2 separate regions of the Urocitellus parryii genome follow, and region 1 is linked to region 2. A link is a contact called in public Hi-C data. All regions are on one chromosome and are shown on one strand. The core of a region is the stretch at or near the end of the contact, and the rest is flanking DNA. Distances in the headings are between cores, read along the strand shown. Region 1 holds the start of Rpl27a (ribosomal protein L27a). Region 2 holds the start of Tmem9b (TMEM9 domain family member B).

Region 1 (2,934 bases), core at 268-2,767, 250 kb before region 2:
ATGCGCTGGGTGCTGGGTTCGATCCTCAGCACCATATACAAATAAAATAATAATGTTGTGTCCACCGAAAACTAAAAAATAATAATAAAAAAGAATGTAATGTATCCCACTATCATATATAAATAAAAAAATTTAAACCACATAAAAATAAATAAAATGAAGGCATTGTGTCTAACTACAACTAAAAAAATATTAAAGAAAGAAAGAAAGAAGCACTAGTGAGCAAGGAAGAGTGAGTTCCTTGGATATGTTTATCTGTAGAATCCAAGGGATGCTAACCAGTAATTAAGTGAATGTATGGGTGTAGAGCACAGCAACAGAAATGTGAATTGAAGTCACATGAGGTGACCAAGTACTGTGAAAAGGTAAGTTGGAAAAGGACAGAAGGCTGAGGAATCTCGGCATTTAAATGGTGGACAATTAAACTCAGCATGGTGGTGCATCATGCCTGTAACACCAGTGATTCAGGAAGCTGAGGCAGAAGCATTGCAAATTTGAAGCTACCTCAGCAATTTACCAAGGCCCTAAGCAACTTAGTGTAACCCTGTTTCAAAAAAAGAAAAAAAGAAAAAGAGGGTCTGGAGTTGTAGGTCAGTGGTAGAGCGCTTGACCAGCACTGTGTGAGGCGCTGGGTTCGATCCTCAGCACTACATAAAAAAATAAACGAAGGTTAAATAAAATAAATATATATATATATTTTTTTATATATATATTTAATAATTATATAAGAGCTATGTACTAAATTGTGTGGCAGTACACGTGAGCAGCTTTGATAACTGGTAGAAGTTTCACAAAGGAAATGCTTGCATAGGATGCAGGTTGAACGGGGGTTATCTAATTCAGAAGAGGAAGGAGTCGGGGGCATCCCAACCAGGTTCCAGAAAAAATTCACATGTGGCGTTTAGAAAAAGCATTTACAATGTCTGGATCCCCAAAGCATAGTGGTTGTTTAAACTTGAGGTGACTTCGGTGACGACAGCAGAAGGGCAAAGTAAGTGGGGCAAGCGGCCACTCAGAAGGATGGCCGGCAAGTCCCTGAGGCGGTGGAGGCTCTGCAGAAGCAACTCCCAAGAGCTGCGAACAGGTGAGCACACTGAAGGCTAGACGGCGCCTCGGGCTCCACACTGCGGCCGAGGAAGCCACCAACCACCAGGTCTGAGCAGAACGTTAAGAGCCGGGGAGGGGCTCAAGGCTGGGGCTTTTGGCCAGGCACCGAGAGATAAAGAGGTCCTCCCTGTCAGCCTAGGCGGTACCCGGGCCTGGGCGCCAGGAAATGGCCTGGCTCACCTTGGTCGCAGCGGTAAAGCACCCCAAGCCCTAGATTCCTCTACAGTTTTCAGCATCCGAGCCAGATGCAACGGGCGGCACCAAGAAGAGTTCCCCGCTCAGACCACCAGCACTTCACTGTGAACAGAACTAGCCTCAGAAAGAGGATGCTACCGGCGTGAGTCAGAAACCCGCGAGACCAATGAGGTCCCGCCCGAGGCCCGCCTCCTTGCCGGAAGTGAGGCAATTGGTCCCGCCCCCTACTTTCGATACCTCGCGAGACTTCGCTGAGGCCTTCCTTTTTCGTCTTAGCCGCCGACATGGTAGGTGTTTCTTTTTTGGCCTCCGCTTTCCTGCGGCCAGACACGCGGAGCTCTGCTCACTTTGCCTCCCAGCCACATAACCCGGTTTTCCAGATTGCGCGTGGCAGGCCTTAGGGCAGTATGGCTGTCGCGGACCCGGGGCGGGGATCCTGGTGCAGCGTGCTAGGCCCAGGGTTCGGATCTTTGAGACACGAGGGCCGGAGCGCCCTGGCGCCGCCCTGATGAAACCGTCGGGCCAGCCAGTAACCTCATCCTTGCCGAATGCGCCAGAACTCAGGCCCTTGTTCCCAGTTCTGCAGGCTTGTCTCAAGCTGGCAAGCATTATTCCCAACCCTTCTTATTTAGGCTTGATCAATAAGCTCCTTTTCCCACGCAGCCATCCAGACTGAGGAAGACCCGGAAACTTCGGGGACACGTGAGCCATGGCCACGGCCGCATCGGTAAGTTTCTCCTGCTCGGCTTAGAAACTAACGTAGCGTAGAAGTAAGACTTTTGCGGTTGAGTAGGGATTGAATTGAACAGATGTTCACTTTTTTTCTCCCCCTATTTAAGGATCTTCTGGTATTCCAGTTTTAGAGAATGTTTGTAGATAGGAAACAGCGTGAGCGGCGCAGAAGTGGGGAAGTTCTCCGCTTGGCTAAACGGGATTGAGGGGTTGGGAAAGGTTATGTGAATCCTGTAGCTTTATATTCCTGCAGGCAAGCACCGGAAGCACCCAGGAGGCCGGGGTAATGCTGGTGGCATGCATCACCACAGGATTAACTTCGACAAATAGTGAGTGTTTCTTGATATTGTTTTTACACAGTATATAAAGCCAGCCTAGAACATCGGTGGAAGTTGGCCTCTTAAAAACCTTGTCTATTACTGGCTTTGCCGAGTTAACTTTTGATGTTGTGAACTGAGAAACCATCATCGAGGCTAGAGTCACGCTTGGGTATTGGCTGTTGCCTTAGTGTGCTAGAGTCCTCGAAAAATAACCGCTGACCTTATTCACTGGCTGTGGGCTTCATGGCACAGCTAGTCACCAGGTTAGTGACATTAGATTCACTTGTATCCATGGGTTAGGGGATGATGTATTTGACTGTATCTCTAGGGGACCTCTATTAGAAAAGTGTAGATTTTTCTACAGAATACTATCAAATGTAGCTTTTTAATGAAGATGGTTTGGTCATTTCTTTCCCAGTCACCCAGGTTACTTTGGGAAAGTTGGTATGAGGCATTACCACTTAAAGAGGAACCAGAGTTTCTGCCCAACTGTCAACCTTGATAAATTGTGGACATTGGTTAGTGAACAGACACGAGTAAATGCTGCCAAAAATAAGACGGGAGCTGCTCCCATAATTGA
Region 2 (2,888 bases), core at 53-2,552:
GTTTGTCTCATTCCTTTTCCACTAAATTATAAGAAAGAGAGAAGGCAAGAAAGAAGCAAAGAGGTCCTTGAGAGGGAGAGATGAGACTATTAAGCTGGTGAGAGATACTCTGTTGGTCCTGCTACTAAGGGAGTCTACCAGGAAAGATTAGTTTCCATGATAGGAAGGGAATCTGTTTAGGAATGGGTTCAGGGGAGTTAGTTCCTAATAGGAAAAACTTCTGTAAGGGAGGGGCTTCCTATCATTTGGTTTGGAGAACACGGGGGAGGGGTTCTGAGGCTGGTGGAGGGTAGGGGGTAAGGTATCAGAGCAGGTGGAGAGTTAAAGATTCTTGGAAAGGTTGTAATGGACGCTGTCTGGGCTGGGGAGGGAAATGTCAAAACGTGGAAGAGTAGCTGTCAGGACTGGGTGTGGGGGCGGCGATTGCCAGGCTGTCAGGACTGAGGGCAGGAGTGCTACCGGGCAGTAAAGAGTAAGGGTGAGTGCTGCAAGGGCTGTGAAGCTAGGAGCATGGCTGTCAGGGCTGGGGGAGGGCTCGGGTAGAGAACAGGTAGGCAGATCCAGTTTCCGCAAGGCCAGAGGTAAGGGAGGAGCTCCTGTCAGGAGCGAAGGCTGGGCGGGACTCACCTTGGCGGCGTCTGTCAGCTGTACCAGCAGCAGTACGGAGAGCGCCAGGCAGGACAGGCTGAGCATGGAACCAAGTCGAAGGAGACCTCCCCACAGAGTCGCCATCACCGCCGCCCAGCCAGCCGGCAGCCCGGAGGCCGGAGACCTACTCCCGGCTCGGAATCCGGCTCGGGATCCTGCGCCGCACTTCCGTCTGGGACTTCACGTCATCAGCCGCGCCGGGTCAGCTGTAAAATGCATCCGCCCCGGAAACTGTTCCCTGTGCGGAAAGGCCCGGAGGCTGTACGAACTCCACGCGGGGTGGGCCAATGCTCTGTCCCCGGACGGAAAGGGTTCGCGCTGGGGTTGCAGTCTGGGCGCTCGGACATCTTCCTGGGAGCAGAAGCAGCGGGGGCTGGTCGAGCTGCCGGTGCGCTGGAAAGTTCTTTTACTCAGGGAGACCCCATTAAGCTCCAGTGTCCTAGGGGGTGCGGGGTCGGAGCCTTCGTTGCCATCCAGGGGAGGCCGGGGTGAGCCGAAGCTCCAGGAATTGCTGGGGCAGAGGCTCATTCTGGCTGGCGCGGCCTGCCGGGTGCCAAGCGCGGAAACCAGGCTGGGTCTGGGCCGAGCATTCTTTTCCCGGAAGCCCACCCCAGTCGGAATGTTAAGGAGTCGTCTCCTGCACTTTGGGTACTAACCTGCCTCTCGGGAGCCTCCGGGACACAACTGCCTGCCAGGTTTCTAACAGCCTTTGTTAGCCGCCCTGGTGGGTGTGGCCTCCGCTTCTGGCTGACCGCCTTGGTCCAGCCTGCATTTAGGAAGTGGGTCACAGCGGCAGGGCTGGGCTGGGTAGCAGCATCCTCCGCCCAGGATTCCAAGGAGGTGGGGAATCCGGGCGCTGCGCACCGGTGAGGACTTGCCTATCCTTGGCGTCTGACCGCTAAGTCCGAGATGGGATAGTGCTGACCCAGTTCCTCAGGGCACATCATCCTCAGCAGATATTTTAGAAGCACCCTAGAGGCGGCACAGGGTCTCCCATTAAAATATTTTTCAGGGGACTGGAATTGTGGCTCAGCGGTAGAGCGATGGTTTAGCACGCGCGAGGCCCTGGGTTCAGTCCTTAGCACCACATAAAAATAAAACAAAGGTATTGTGTCCAACTACTTCTAAAAAATAAATATTTAAAAATATTTTTCAGTTAATGGAGACTGACGAGGTAGTGGAAGGAATGAAGGATTCATCACAACCTTTATGGATTTGCTGAATGACATTGGGCAAATCACTTCCCTTTTCTGGGTCTTTGGTTTTTTGCTCATCCTAAGGGAATTGAACTATGAATTTCAAAATCTGTTCCTGTGATACCCCGTGTTTTTTTTTCTCTCTCTCTCTAAATAGATTTTAAAAGTGGTCCTTTCATTAGAGAATATCATGCTAAGTGAAATAAGCCAATCGCCCCCCAAAAAACAAAGGCTGAATGTTTTCTCTGGTAAGTGGATGATGATCCATGGGATGGGTAGGGAAGAATGAAGCAACTTTGGATTGTGCAGAGGGGAGTGAGAGGAGAGTTGGGGCTGTGGGGATGGGAAGGACAGTAGAAAGAGACAGACATTATTACCCTATATATACATATGATTACACTACTGGTGTGATTCTGCACCATGTATAGCCACAGGAATGAGAAGTTGTGCTCCATTTGCGTACAATGTGTTAAAATACATTCTACTGTCATGTATAACTAATTAGAAAAAATTTTTTAAAAAGTGGTCCTTTCTAGTTTGTGAAAATGTTTCAACAGGTAAAATTTTCTAAATATTTTTCCTCCCATGTGATTCTTGTTGCTTCTAGGCCAGACTCCAACACAAGCTTTCTGTTACTGCACCACATGTATTTAGCCATTTTGGATCCCAAAAGGCAAATGACACCAAACCCCAATCAGAGCCAGATCAGCTGAGCTAGTTGCTTTCTTACCAATTTCCTGTGAAGATACTGTCACACTGGTGAACTCTCAAGTCTTTGCAGTGGGGTTTTTGCTGGCCAGAGAAAATCTGGAGACAGCCTGGGTTAGATGTAATGGTGAGGCACTGTGGATCTGATTGCTAAAAGCTGATTCAGCTGCAAATTTGGCATCAGTTTAGAGTTGTCTAGGACTGGTATCTAAATAATGGAGTGCTCACTCTGCTGAAACCTCATAAGACTTCTTCCTTAAAAATTGTTTTCAATGCCTTGATAGGGGTACAGAGGCTTACAGGATATATACCTTACTGCCTCCATCTGAGGGGTTT

What was found. A called contact is a pair of places that touch in the nucleus more often than the background predicts.
Region 1: a contact with region 2 is called in a Hi-C map of liver, with 4 times the contacts expected there. The contact joins the promoter of Rpl27a here to the promoter of Tmem9b in region 2. A contact is called at or near these places in 2 of 2 Hi-C or Micro-C datasets (liver and muscle).

The regions. Positions count from the first base shown.
Region 1 is chr4:54,470,970-54,473,903 of mUroPar1.hap1, reverse strand. It overlaps Rpl27a (ribosomal protein L27a), which reads left to right and starts at 1,517. Exons shown (of 5, transcript XM_026409594.2): 1 at 1,517-1,589; 2 at 1,966-2,029; 3 at 2,288-2,363; 4 at 2,773-2,934. The coding sequence starts at 1,587. LOC113197340 (small nucleolar RNA SNORA3/SNORA45 family) reads left to right here and starts at 2,501; the gene lies at 2,501-2,630.
Region 2 is chr4:54,220,142-54,223,029 of mUroPar1.hap1, reverse strand. It overlaps Tmem9b (TMEM9 domain family member B), which reads right to left and starts at 1,302. Exons shown (of 5, transcript XM_026409561.2): 1 at 628-1,302. The coding sequence starts at 732.